3 separate regions of the Mus musculus genome follow, and all the other regions are linked to region 1. A link is a contact called in public HiChIP or PLAC-seq and promoter capture Hi-C data. All regions are on one chromosome and are shown on one strand. The core of a region is the stretch at or near the end of the contact, and the rest is flanking DNA. Distances in the headings are between cores, read along the strand shown.

Evidence for each region. HiChIP or PLAC-seq counts read pairs in DNA pulled down with a chosen protein or histone mark. Capture Hi-C pulls out chosen DNA fragments and counts their contacts.
Region 2: a contact with region 1 is called in an H3K27ac HiChIP or PLAC-seq map of microglia, with 6 times the contacts expected there. The contact joins the promoter of Vps53 here to the promoter of Myo1c in region 1. A contact is called at or near these places in 3 of 39 promoter capture datasets (the SN4741 cell line, cranial neural crest and pre-B cells), 1 of 484 Hi-C or Micro-C datasets (cortical neurons), 8 of 115 datasets of contacts at active chromatin or transcription factors (the NIH/3T3 cell line, astrocytes, bone marrow-derived dendritic cells and 5 more) and 2 of 9 other capture datasets (adipose tissue and liver).
Region 3: a promoter capture Hi-C map of adipose tissue shows a contact between it and region 1. The contact joins the promoter of Gemin4 here to the promoter of Myo1c in region 1. A contact is called at or near these places in 3 of 39 promoter capture datasets (hippocampal neurons, liver and pre-B cells), 3 of 115 datasets of contacts at active chromatin or transcription factors (astrocytes, embryonic forebrain and memory CD8 T cells) and 2 of 9 other capture datasets (adipose tissue and liver).

Annotation. Positions count from the first base shown.
Region 1 is chr11:75,653,382-75,657,542 of GRCm38.p6, reverse strand. Myo1c (myosin IC) reads right to left here and starts at 1,528. Exons shown (of 32, transcript NM_001080775.1): 1 at 1,342-1,528; 2 at 1-51. The coding sequence starts at 1,359.
Region 2 is chr11:76,177,653-76,181,940 of GRCm38.p6, reverse strand. Vps53 (VPS53 GARP complex subunit) reads left to right here and starts at 2,303. Exons shown (of 22, transcript NM_026664.4): 1 at 2,303-2,528. The coding sequence starts at 2,442. It also overlaps a transcript of Tlcd3a not described here.
Region 3 is chr11:76,215,024-76,219,577 of GRCm38.p6, reverse strand. It overlaps Gemin4 (gem nuclear organelle associated protein 4), which reads left to right and starts at 2,006. Exons shown (of 2, transcript NM_177367.3): 1 at 2,006-2,100. The coding sequence starts at 2,091. It overlaps Dbil5 (diazepam binding inhibitor-like 5), which reads right to left and starts at 1,965. Exons shown (of 2, transcript NM_021294.2): 1 at 1,830-1,965; 2 at 913-1,351. The coding sequence starts at 1,306. The coding sequence ends at 1,043.

The DNA.
Region 1 (4,161 bases), core at 279-2,778:
GGCAGTCAAGGCGCTCTCCATGGTCACTCGAACCCCGTCACTGCCCAGGGCCTGTGAGGAACCAGCCACAAGACGCTGTCAGAGTCTGCAGGTTAAAGTCTCGTTTCCTACCCTGCCTGCAGGATGTAGAAGGCAGGGACACTTTGGACACAGGCTACAGAACATGTTCCGGACATATGGCTGGGTTGCAGGATGCTGGAATGCAGATAAGAGACCCTATGGGACATATGGACCATGCACACAGCCCATAGGAGCACAAAGGGCCCAGCAGACACTGAACGACTGCATGGAATCCAGGGCAGCGGCATTTTGAGTTGAGGAAGGTGGGACATGACAAGGAGCTCCTAGGAACGGCAGAAAGAATGCTGGTGTTGACCTTGGACAAACCTCCTCCTTTCTCAGGACTGCTTCCTCTTCAGAGAACAGGAGTGGGTTAGTTCAGGTGACCTCAAATCCCAGCTACGTGTTACAGGTGCTTTGGAGGACAAACGGTTCAGAGGGAATTCTGCAGACAGGGAGGGGCCATCTCTCCAACTCCCATCCACCCCAAATTCCCAGAAGTAGAAGTTGTTTAGGGATCAAGCCAGAGCTCACGTCCTAGGAGAGGGTTTCCCCATGGGCCACCACCTCAGCTGGACTTGATGCCCACCCCAGAAGCGGGTGGCCTGCCCTCCCTCAACTGGAGCCACTCCCTCCTCTCCAGCTGCTAGGCTTCCCCCCCCGCCCCCCCTCCTCCCGCAGCTCCTCCACCGTTGAGAAGCCTCAGGAGGTGGAGGGTTCTCCCAGGGGAAACCCAGCTGCCACCCAAGGGTGGGGCAGGTACAGGCTTAGCTAGACCCTCAAGCCGCGTCTTAAGCAGAGCTTTCCTTTCAAAGAGGGCCTGCAGATCTAGAAAATGCTGGGGTAGGGGGGTGTCAAGGAAGAGGAAGGTACTGGGAGCCGCTGTAAATTCCAGGGAGGTCACCAAGTCTCCCCTGACCCTGGTTTCTAGCCCTAGTTGCTCAGTTCTCTGCTTCTCCGTCACCCCTCAAGTCCAGGGCCTGTCTCCCTCAGACCTGCCCACCCCTGACCCACCCAGCCCGAAGCTGCTGCCAAACACCACCGCAGCCAACGCCCCCTGGTCCTCAAGTGGGAGGGGTCTTAGCCATCACCAGGGGCGACCACATGGTCCTGGGTTCGAGCGTTCTGCAGCCCTCTCCGCCTCGGCCTCCTGTTCTAGCAACTTTCAGGGACATCTTCCACCGAAATTCCTGGGCCGCGCCCGCTTCAAGGCCGGCCCTGGAGCGCCGCGGGCCACCGAGAGATACCCTGGACCCCAAACCTGCCCGCGCCCATGCTCACCGATGCCCGGTAGCGCATCCTGCCGGACCCGGCGCCCCGCTCCGCTGCCCGCGCCTCTTGGTCTGTACTCGGCCGCGGCGTAACCGAGGGAGGGGCCAGCCCGCCCCCTGCACCGCCCCTTGCAGGCCCCTTGGCTCAGGGGGCTCGGAGTCCCGACCCTAGGACCCACTGCAGCCGGCCTGGCCGGGCTGGGTGGGAGGGGGTTCGGGACCTAAGAGGGGGCGCGCGAGGGGCGGGGCCTCCTGCGTGCCGCGGGCTCCGCCTGAGTCAGGTTTTCCAGGAGGAACGTCGTTAGTTCCAGGGTGGGGCCCGGAACCCGCGCGGCCGCCGCGTCTACACAGCTCCGGAACTCACTTCCGGGCTCGTGTCTACAGCACGGGGCTGGACACCCCGCGCGAGACGAGGGCTGAAGCCCGTGGGTCACCGGGGAAGCAGGATTTCTCTCCCCACCCCCAACCTCGAGTCCCGGGAAAGTTAAAAATAGAACGAAATGTCCAAATACGGCCGGCGCCCCGGGACAGGCGGAGCCTCTGTACGGGACACTGTCCACCCCCATACACACTCCCAAAGGACTGGCTCCATTCTTTAAATCCTTAGAAAAGAAATTGTTTGAGACAGGGTCTCTTTACGGAGCCCAATCTGGCCTGGAACTCAAGATGCCTCCTGCCTCAGCCTCCTGAGTACTAAGATTACAAACTTGTGCCAAGAGAGCCAGAAGAGAAACATCTCTTGAAAGATCTCTTCCCTAGCTAAGAAACAAATCCTAGGGTCAGAGCAGGGTGCCCTTTTTGACCCAGCATGACCCCTAAAGAAGCCTGTTTGCCGAGTAGGCAGCACCCTTCTGACTTTCCTACGTGTGCAGCCAATAACCTTATGTTCCAGCCTGAATATCCTCCGGACTCAGTGCCCTGCCCCATGGGCTCCTCTCCTCTCTTCCCTTCTTTCTCTTCCCTCTGGATCTCCGCTCTTCCCTGAACACAGGCCATCAGCTGTCTTCCTTGTCTGTCCAGCACCCTCGCTGGTTCTCTGACGACATCAGCCCTTTTTAGGCCCGAGAAGAGTGTGTGAGAGGAGTGGAGTGGACTTTGGGTCAGTTGCCACCTCTTGTGGCATATGGATGTCTACGGTAAAACAAAACAACAACAACAAAACCAGCCTGGCCTTTGCTTACTAGCAGGATGATGATCATGAGTAAGTGCCTTAAGAGGCCGATTGGCTGATACTTGCCAGAATTGTTGGGTTGCCTGAAATGAAGCACTGACCAAGCCATCAACACCACTACTACCCTCTTCCTCTTTCATTCTACACGCACTGAGGGACTTGGGGGAGAGTCCAATCTTCTTGTCTAGTGAAGAAAGCGTCCGCCCCTATATCTACCATTTGCAAAGGGTTCTCAAGTGCCTTATCTATTCCTCGCCCTTTGTAAGGAACCTGAAGCATATACCGAGGGTATACACTTGGTCTAGGGAGGATAGGGGGAGTAAGAACCCAAAGCACCAAAGCGCCCCACCCCTTGGACGGGGACTCCCTGGGGAGGAGGTGAGTCTGCGACAGGTGCTGCCTTGCGGCCTCAAGGGGAAGGATGGTTCATTACTTCGTGAACAACAGCTCGAGCCACAACCCGGGGGTGGGGGTGGTGTGCGGCGCCAGCTGGGGAACGAAGCCCTTTGGAGCGGGCCAGGGGAATGGGTGCTGCAGGTGGAAGATGGGTGAAAGACAGGGCAAAGGGGAGCGCCCTTTACGATGCCCCCAGGTTTAAAAGCATAGAGAGGATACGACCTTCAGTCCACCCCAGAGCATTAGAAGACCTGAGGTGGGAGAGCTTGGAGTCCCCAGCACTAGCATGGGCTCGCTCCCCTCCCCCTACCGCGGCCTCATTGAGCTCCCTCTCCAGCCAGAGGAGTCTTGGTGGGAGGAGCGCACTGAAAGGGGAGGGGCTTCGAGGCCGCAGTGCCCGCCCTGCCCCGCCCCGTCCCGCCCCGCCGCGTCAAGCGGCTGGAATGAGGGGAATCCGCGCGTGGAGGGGTCCGACGGACTTCACCCATCCCGAGCGGCGCAGCCGCATTCCTAGGATGCCCGCTGGCGCCCCCGCAGCCACCGCCCCGCATCGGAAGGAGGGCGTGTAGCCGCCGCCCTCCGGGCCTGAGGCCAGCCACAGTCCCGGCATCTACTTCTAGCCTGCTCCACCTCTCTGGACAGGAGCGTGAGTCCAGAGAGGGGAAGTGAAGTGAGGAACCAAGGGTGTGAGGGACACCGCCATGCCAGGCGCTTCCTGTGTTCTTAGCTTATGTCACTCCCGTCAGTGCCGGACGTACCACCATGAGTTATGTTGTTATCCTATTTTAGAAGGGGGAACTGAGAGTAGGTAGGTGAGAAGCCTTGTTCGTTCAAGATTTCTAGACTTGTACGAGGAATGGAACTGAAACCCAGGACCGCTTTGAAACAACTAAGGTAGTGCTGCTCTGATCCCTCCCAACAGTTAACAGGACTGCACAGTTTTCCTCAGTGACCTAGGACAGAAACCTGTGTAGTGTGACCACTGATGTTTAGGGGTGGCAACTGGGGAACACTCGAGGACCCCACAGCATGGCCCTGGGCTTAAGGTTGGCTTCAGGCTAGAGTACACCTTAAGCCAGTGAGTGACCCAAGACTTAATCCCTAAAAGCACCGCTGGGGCTCTTCCTACCCGGATGTGTACTGGGACTATGGGGAGCGGGGCTGACAGCAGAACTGGTTCATCCAGTGGCCCTTACCCAGTGTTTTGGAGCCTGACCTCTGGTGGAAAGGCTGGAGGAACTGCTCTGGGGCGACTTTCACTGA
Region 2 (4,288 bases), core at 1,054-3,553, 520 kb before region 1:
GCACGATAAAACTGCACATTCCTGTTCCTTCAAGAATGATACACATGCTTTCCTCTCTCTCTCTCTCTCTCTCTCTCTCTCTCTCTCCTCTCACTCTACCCCGCTTTCACCTTTCAGCTTTACCTTATTTTTATCTCTTAATTCTTCGTGTATGGGTGTTTTGCCTGTATGTATATGTGTAGACCGTGTGCATGCCTGGTGTCCAAGGAAGCTATAAAAGGGTGCTGGCTCCCTTGGAACTGGAGTTACAGACTGATGTAAGCCACCATGTGGGTGCTGGGAATTGAATCCAGGTCGTCCGGGAGATCAGCCAGTGCTCTTAACTGCTGAGCCATCTCTCTGTCCCCTTTATTTTTAAATTATGTATATGTGCATCTTGTGTGTGGGTGTTCCTGGAGGGGATGTCTGATGCCTTGGAGCTGGAGTTCCACGGTGGCCAGCTGCTCAATGAAGGTGCTGGAAACTGAACTTAAGTCCTGGATCCTCTGGAAGAACAACAAGCATCTTTAATGGCTCAGCTATCTTGCCAGCCTTTGTTTTTTGATTTTTAAGACAGAATTTCATTACATAGTCCAGCTAGCCTCAAACTCTCCATCTTTCTGCTTCAGGTCCCAGAATCCTGGTATTTATAGGCATGTGCCACCACATCCAGACAGCACCTATGGTTTCTGATAATAAAAGTACCATATGGAGAAAAAAAAAAAAAAAAGCTGGGCAGTGGTGGCGCATGCCTTTAGTCCCAGCACTTGGGAGGCAGAGGCAGGCAGATTTCTGAGTTCGAGGCCAGCCTGGTCTACAGAGTGAGTTCCAGGACAGCCAAGGCTACACAGAGAAACCCTGTCTTGAAAAACAAACAAACAAACAAACAAACACAAAAAAAAGTACCATATGTTGATTGTAGATGTGTGGGAAAATAAAGAAAAAATATATTTCCCTGTCATTTGCTTTTGGTTGAGACAGTACATTTTCCTTATCCACCTACTCTTCACCTTCCAAGTGTTGGGATTATAGGCTTGTACCATCACACCCAGCCAATTTTGCTCTCAGAAATAAATATTCTGCTTTCTGAAATACACTGTGCATATATCGCTATGTCATTAAATAATTGTCAAAATAATACTTTTATGAGTCAATAATATATGTGTGGAGGTTAGAGGGTAACTTGTGGAAGTTAGAACTCTCTTATCAACATGTGGGTTCGATGGATGAATTCAAGCATCAGGCTTGAGGGCAAATGCTCTACTGGCTGAGCCATCTTGATGTCTCTCACAGTCCTCCTGCAATTATATTTTAAAGCATTCTTTTGTTGCTGTTGCTAAAACTTATACTACTCACACATTTTTGGGGGGCAAACTAAAACAACAATAAAATTCCATTCCTAAAACTATAATGTTTTTTAAAAACTAAAAAAAAAAAAGCAAATTATATTATTCCTGAAGCAATTTTTATAAAACTATATGTACGGAAAAAAAAAAAAAAGTTCAGCAGGGCCAGATACTCCTCTGTCGAGGTTTTCACAATGTTGAACTGGTAAGGCAACCCTTCCCTTGGCTGCAATTCCATCATTGTTCCAGTGCCTGCTGGAAAAGCGGTTCCACAGGGCTATCTGGCTCCTCTTTTTGTAATGTACGCGGCTAAACACCCTAACATTTCCTGTACTACCTGCCTAAGTTTGCATAATACTTCCATATTTAATGTCACCCCATCTAACGTAGTGTAAGCAGGGCAGATGGGAATACTTTGTTCAAGATCATAAGGTTATCAAGGGTGTAAATAAGGATGTACAGCCCGGACATTCGGTCTCAAAAACCAAACACTTCCCAGCGTTGGGTCGCTTTTCTCCTTACTCCCCACCCTAGCGAGGAGGCTTCAGACAATTCTGCCCAGTAGATCCTTATCTAAGGAGCAGAAGCTCTCCCAAACCTCAAATGTCTTTGGCAACACTGCCACTTACCAGCTGGGGTCATTTCACTCCCGATGGCAGGGGGACACAGACTGCCCTAGACCAAGGGGATCCAGCGAGCGGGTTGCACGTTGGCTTCATGGCCAGCGGGGCTTATTGCCCATCCATTGGGACACTGCCGTGGCTACCGCTCTCTGGGGCGCCCGGGCGACACTACGGCGCTGGTGGGGGATGCGCCCTGGGCGAAGAAGAGAGGGCTTTCAATCTTAAGAACCCGCCGCGTGCGAACAGGGAACTTGAGGTTAAGGGTTGTCTGGAGATTTTCCAGGGACTTGACAGCCATGCCTGCGGAAGTCAGTCCTCCGCTATCCCAGAGTCCCCCGGTTCCCGGAAGTGCCCAGTTCTCCGGAAGTGCCAGGCTAGCCGAGTAAGTAGCGGCTCCCTCGAGCCCCGTACCTGGAGGCTTGCTCTTCTGGGGTCCTGGTGACAGACAGGTCGCGAGCAGGATTGGAGAGGGCGTCGGGGGCTGAGCGGCGGGATGATGGAGGAGGAGGAACTGGAGTTTGTGGAGGAGCTGGAGGCTGTGCTGCAGCTCACGCCAGAGGTGCAACTCGCCATCGAGCAGGTGAGCGCTCCACCCCCTCGGGAGGAAGCTGCGGTGGAAGGGGCAGCTCTAGGCCAGGGTCGAATCTCCCCTGCTAGGCTGGAAAGGTGGCGGTTCTTATGCTGAGCGGAAGTCTGGATGGTGGTAAAGGTGGGGATGGGTTTTTCAGCCTGGGGACCGAACACGTCTTCTCTAGGCTCTGTGTTTCCGAGGTTGTTACGCCCTGCTGAGTTTGGGCCGAGCTGTCCTCTTTGACAGGATAAACCTAGAGGGAGCCCCGTGACTAGAGAATTCGGATTATGGTTGATTTTAAGACTCTATTCATTTTCCAGCTAGTGCGGCTTCTTCCATTTCTCTGGTTAAACTCTTGGAGTGGTTTGGAATTGGCAGTGGGATACTTCCATTGCGGAAACGAATGACAGAATAGGGTTGTGGGGCGGCATACTGGAAAATGACCCTTGTGCTGGTGTGCGCGTGCGCGCGCACTTGACACTCGCTGGAGTCATCTGGGAAAAGGAAGCCTCAGTTGAGAATTGCTTCCATCAGATTGGCCCACGGGCAATCTGTGGGGGCATTTTCTTGGTTGATGCTGTAGAATGGCCCAGCCCACTGTGGGAGGTACCACCCCTGGGCAGCAGGTTCTGGATTGTATAGAAAAGCAAGCTGAGCAAGCCATGGAAAGCAAGCCAGTAAGTAACATTCCTTCGTGATTTCTGCTCCATTTCCTGGCTTGGCTTCACCTGATGACGACATACTATAACCTGTAATCCAAATAAATTATTTACTTTACAAGTTGTTTTTGGTCATGCTGTGTTATCACAGCAATGTAAAGCAAACTAAGACAAATCTGTACCATAACTAAAAGACTGAGGGCTAGTGAGATAGTTCAGTGGGTAAAGGCACTGTGCCACCAAGCCTGCTGACCTGAGTCTCTTCCCCAGGATCCTCAAAATAGAGGGAGAAAACTACTCCTGGACAAAACACACATACACATGCACACGTCTCCCCAACCTCTGGTCTACAAAGTGAGTTCCAGGACAGCCAGGGATACACAGAGAAACCTGTCTTGAAAAACAAAAAAATAAAGTATTAATGGTCCATATATGCTAATTATTAGTAGTAGAATTATTTTACTTGGGCTACCTTCCCAATAGCCATTAAATGAGACACACTCTTTCTTTCCTTTCTTTTTTATTAGTATTGGAGGTTGAACAAATCCTTGGCACATGAGATAAGTGTCTTACCACAAAGCAATATCCATAGCTCCTAATGTGCTTCTTCTTACACTATAACCCCATGTCAGTTCCCTTAAGGAAGATCTTTCTCCCTCTATCAACAAAACCTTACAAAAACCTACACAGTTACTTCTAATATTATGACCATACATCTTAATATAGTTGACAGGAGACTTTAGTCAACAAAAAACTTCTTGTTGGGAAGAGAAGACTCTTAGGGATATTCTTTTTTTTTTTTTTTTAAAGATTTATTTATTATATGTAAGTACACTGTAGCTGTCTTCAGACACTCCAGAAGAGGGCGTCAGATCATGTTACAGATGGTTGTGAGCCACCATGTGGTTGCTGGGATTTGAACTTCGGACCTTCGGAAGAGCAGTCGGGTGCTCTTACCCACTGAGCCATTTCACCAGCCCCCAGGGATATTCTTTAGTGTCACCCAAATTGCAAAAATTCTCAACTTTGGGCTGGAGAGATGGCTCAGCGGTTAAGAGCACTGACTGCTCTTCCAGAGGTCCTGAGTTCAATTCCCAGCAACCACATGGT
Region 3 (4,554 bases), core at 757-3,256, 560 kb before region 1:
CATACTTTAAATGCAGCACTCAGGAGGAAGAATCAGATGGATCCCTGATGGCCAGCCTGGTTTATAGAGTGAATCCAGATCAGCCAAGTCCTATCTCATAAAACAAAGTATAGCTCCCACCCCCCACCCAACTGCCTAGAGAAACTTGCTGTTATATGACCAGATTTGCTAGAGAGCAAACCCTGGTGCCAGGCAAGTACTGCTTGCTTCAGACAAGACACATACTACCATGCTACCACGAAGTTAAGAATTCTACTTTAACACTTCATTTGCCAACTTCTGGGCACAATTTTAGCACACTGATGCCTCTGTAGTGATGGACACCGGCACTTACATGAGCCACACGTGCGTACGTTCATGTGCGTGTGCATGTGTGTGTCCGTCCATCACTGGGCCCCAAGCAGAAACCTAGGTTAAGAACATTTAGGTTGCTAAGGCTTAGGTGATTCTTTCAGGCACTGAGATGCTGAGGCCACCCTTCTTCCCTGTCCCTCAGCTGCTGTGCGTGATGCATGACCCACTTCACCATGTCACTCAAAGTTTGAGTTCCATCAAAATCCTAACTTCTCTGGACCTGTGTTCTAGGTGAGGGCTTTTCTATTTGTCTTTAGCTCTTTAGAAGGCAGAGCCCCTTTCTCCTCTGTACTGTTGGGTTCTTGGTGTGTTGATAACCCCTGATAATACAGATCCAAGCCCCCACCCCTGGTTATTTTAATAGCATGATTCACCCCACCTCTTTGCTCTTCTGCCAAATATCCACACACATTGTGGAACTGGGAAGACTATTAATGCCAGTCAGACCACAGAAAGGCAGATTAATGGAGTTTCACCCAGCAGAGAGAGGCTTCTACACATCTAAATACTTCTCCAGGACCCTCAAAGTTTCTCTTTTGCCACAGACTCCACTCTCATGCAGTTTGAATGATTTATTGGTGTTTCTGCTAACGCTGCTACCCTTTCAGTGTGTTTCAGCCATCAGGAATCTTAAACCCGTCCCCTACCAGTGGAGCCATGCTACTTCCTTGTGTCTGCCAAAATGCTCTTAGCATGGCTCCTTTTTCTTCAGCTCTTCCACTTTAGCAATGTAGATCCTCATGGCATCCATCTTGGACATCCCTTTGTTTACCATCCAGGCCTCATATTTGGCCTTTGCTCTCACATCTGTGGCAGGAGGGACAGGGATGTTACAGTCGCCCTGGGTGGCCTGTTTGTAAAAGCTGTACACCAGCAGTTTCTCCTGATCACTCACAGGCCCCTTCAGCTGCTTGAGTGAAGCACAGGCCATTTCAAACTCCACTTGGCTCATTGGTATACCAGAGGCAATGCTTCTGTTTTTAAGTGATGCGGGGTACTAGAAGAAAGTTGGAAATAAGCAAACCATGTTATTGTTAGGCCTTGGAAAGAAGGGGTAAAGAGATAATGTGTGGGATGAACACGGGGCGTTTGTGTGTTTAATAACGTACAAATCGAGGACCAGGAATCCATTCAATTGCTCCTGCCCCGCAGAGCTTTTTCCAGTGTGACTGCCCTTCAAAGTTATAAAAGCACCTATGAGCTCTGAAAGTTGACTCTGCTGTTGCCTATAGGAGATAGTGCAGCATGAAAAGCAAGCATATAGGGAGTTTTGTGTGTCTTGGGGGGGGGGGGGATGAATCCCGTGGATCCGCTGCTGGTTAGTACACAGCTGAAGGAAAGTTATTCCATGTGGGTGAATCCGGGGCGAGAGCTGCCCGGGGTTCCTGAGTGAGGGTGAATGAGGGGTCTGGACTAAGGGGTTCGACCTCCTTGCCTGAAGGGGTCAGGTTCCACATGGAGACAGCCAACAGTACCTGTGGTTAAGAAGGCTGGGAAGCCTAGGCCGAGAGGGGGCGCTGTGGCTAGGGTGGCTTCGACGCTGCGAGCTTGTTGGAGAGGAGTACGCGTGCGCCTTGAACGGCAGCGGCTAGCAGACTACAGCACGGAAGCGGAGAAGCGCTGTGGGCGGAGCCTGTGACGCGCCTGTAGCGCCGCCCTTTGTGCCGTGGCGCGGGCAACGCGTTCGCGGCCTTGGACTAGGAGGGGCGGTCTAGCCCGCCGCCAGCGTCGCCGCCATGGACCTAGGTGGGTTCCCACTTCCCTACTCCGGCCCCTGGGCCGCACCCCCCCAAAGCACCTCCTGGGCAGGCTGAGGCTCTGCACTGCTCCTACGGTGCTCGGGAGGCTGGGGGCTTGAGGAGTTTTGGGGGACCCGCAGTCGCGAGGCCGGCCTCCATCCTGTAGCCCCACCACATGACGGTCTCCTAGAGTCCTCCTCCGTCCTTCGTAGTGTCTTCCCAGTGGGAAACCGGGAGCGAATATAGCCTTGATTCTCCTGGAAATGCTCAGGGCTACTGCACGTGTTTCGGAAATGCCGGGCTGGGAGGGACGGACGTCCGGAGAGTTCTTCGTTATTAAATGACTGCCGAGTTAGTGAACATGTTTCTTATTAGGTCGCCTAGTGCATAAAGCAAAAATACTGATACTGTCTTTCTCCCAGAGGCTTGGCGTTTTCTTTGCGACCACGTGCATAACAGGACCCCATTCGTTGACTCACGCAAAGCGACCACCCCACCCCCACCCCTCTCTTGTGAGCAGGAGTTGCGCAGCCTGAGATTTCACTTTTTGAATCCGAATTCGAGTGCTGCTTGGTTTGGAGTATCCTCCTAGGCGAGGTCTGGAAGTAAGGCGGAGTTGATAGAAATCTGTGGCCATCTGCCAACCCTCTCCACCCTGCTAGGTGTGCTCTTTAGAGGGTAAGACTAGGAGGCCGTCCTGGGAAGTACTCCAAGATTTGCAAATAATACGCTGTGGAGAAATGTCTTTGTCCCTAGCCAGCTCTTTAGTGTGGAATGGTAGTTTCGTGCCCTGCAGCTGTGAAGAGTGCTGCCAAGGCTTGACTCCCTAGTTGAGACACCTTGCAAAGTTGTGCCTGGGCCTCTAGCTTCCCATCTCCAAAACAGGAGTTATAATCCTCAAGAAGTTAGTTTGACGATTACATGATTTTTATAGGTGTCAAGCTGGGTGTGGTAGCTTATGTCTAACTAGCACTCTGGAAGCAGAGGCAGGAGGATCTCAAAATTCTAGGCCGACCTGGTCTGTATAGTTTCAAGCCAGTTCCAGCTATATAACAAGAGCCTATCTCAGAAAAAAATACAAGTATGCCACCCAGCACAGTGCCTACCAAAGTAACCAGTCACTTCCTAGCACCAGCTACTGATTTAAAAAAAAAAAAAAAAAAAAAAGCCTTTGAGTTTCCCCTGGCTATGAGCTGAGTCTGGGACTTTTCTCAAGCCACATGTACACAGTCTCTGAAAGGCACATGTTTGGCCGCAGACATTTGCTCTGCTAAGCCGATGTCTAATGCAATAAAATGTCATTTACAGTTATAAGGAAATGTGTTCGGGGGCCGGCAGACCAACCTGAGACAGAAAGAACCCTGGATTGCCTTCAGGTCTGGGTTTTGTGGGAGTGCTGAGCCTTGATTTGGGGTGGGCAGGCAGTGACAGTAAATGGTTAGTGGCCAGGAGATTTTTTAGTTGCCTGGTGTCAGTAATTTTTTTTTTTCCCTGGGGGTAGGAGAAGTTTGAGATGGTAGCCATGATGTAGCCTTGGCTAGCCTGAAACTCAGTACGTGGACCAGGCTTGCCTCATAAAAATCTGCATCACTAGAGAGCTGGGACTAACGGGATAGGCCACCACAGCTGTTCACTGGAGTCAGTACTTTTGCTGCCGACTCTGGCCTATGAGAATAGGGCAGATGTGTTTCTGGGAGCATAGAGGACTGAGGAGAGAGCTAGCAGTGACCGTGACAAGGTGTTGCACTCAGCTTCTAGGCCAGATTATACACTTTGGGAAAGACCTGTGCCCGTCTGTTTCTGCACTGGAGGAGACAAAATATTGACAAGACTAGTCCTGCCAACACTTGAGCATTTAAATCAGGCTCTTGATGGTCTGATTATGGTTAAGATAGCTTATATAACCCATCCAATTCTTCCATACCTGGGAGATGCTTCAAAAAGGTAACAATACCAGAATAGTTACAAAAGTGTGATTAGTGTATGTCCTGTGTCATGTGGTTCCCATACCATGAAGATTATAGTCTCATGTATATATGCATACATATATTCTCATGTATGCAGACGGGAGACTCAGTAAAGTGTAAAGTCACATCATGTTTTAACAACTGAGTTAGGATTTGAATCCATTATCTTGATTAAACCCCCACATGGCCTCCCTTTAAATGTCAGTTCTTAACTCAGTGAATGAGTGACCGCTGTCTTGATGTAATATTTGTTTTGTCCACTTCCTGGTTCCTACCACAGAGCCAGAACCTTCACCAGCTTGTCCTTTTTGACTGGAAGAAACTGCTGGGTGAACTTTTTCCCTGTAAGGCACAGAATGTTGAAACTTGTTGAAGCAGGAGTGTGCTTAGAAAGAAGGAAGGCAGGGCTCCGGATACAGCTCAGTGGTAGAGTGCTTGCCTGTTACATGCAAGGCTCTGAGTTCAAAAACAGGCTTAACTGAGTGTGGTGGCAC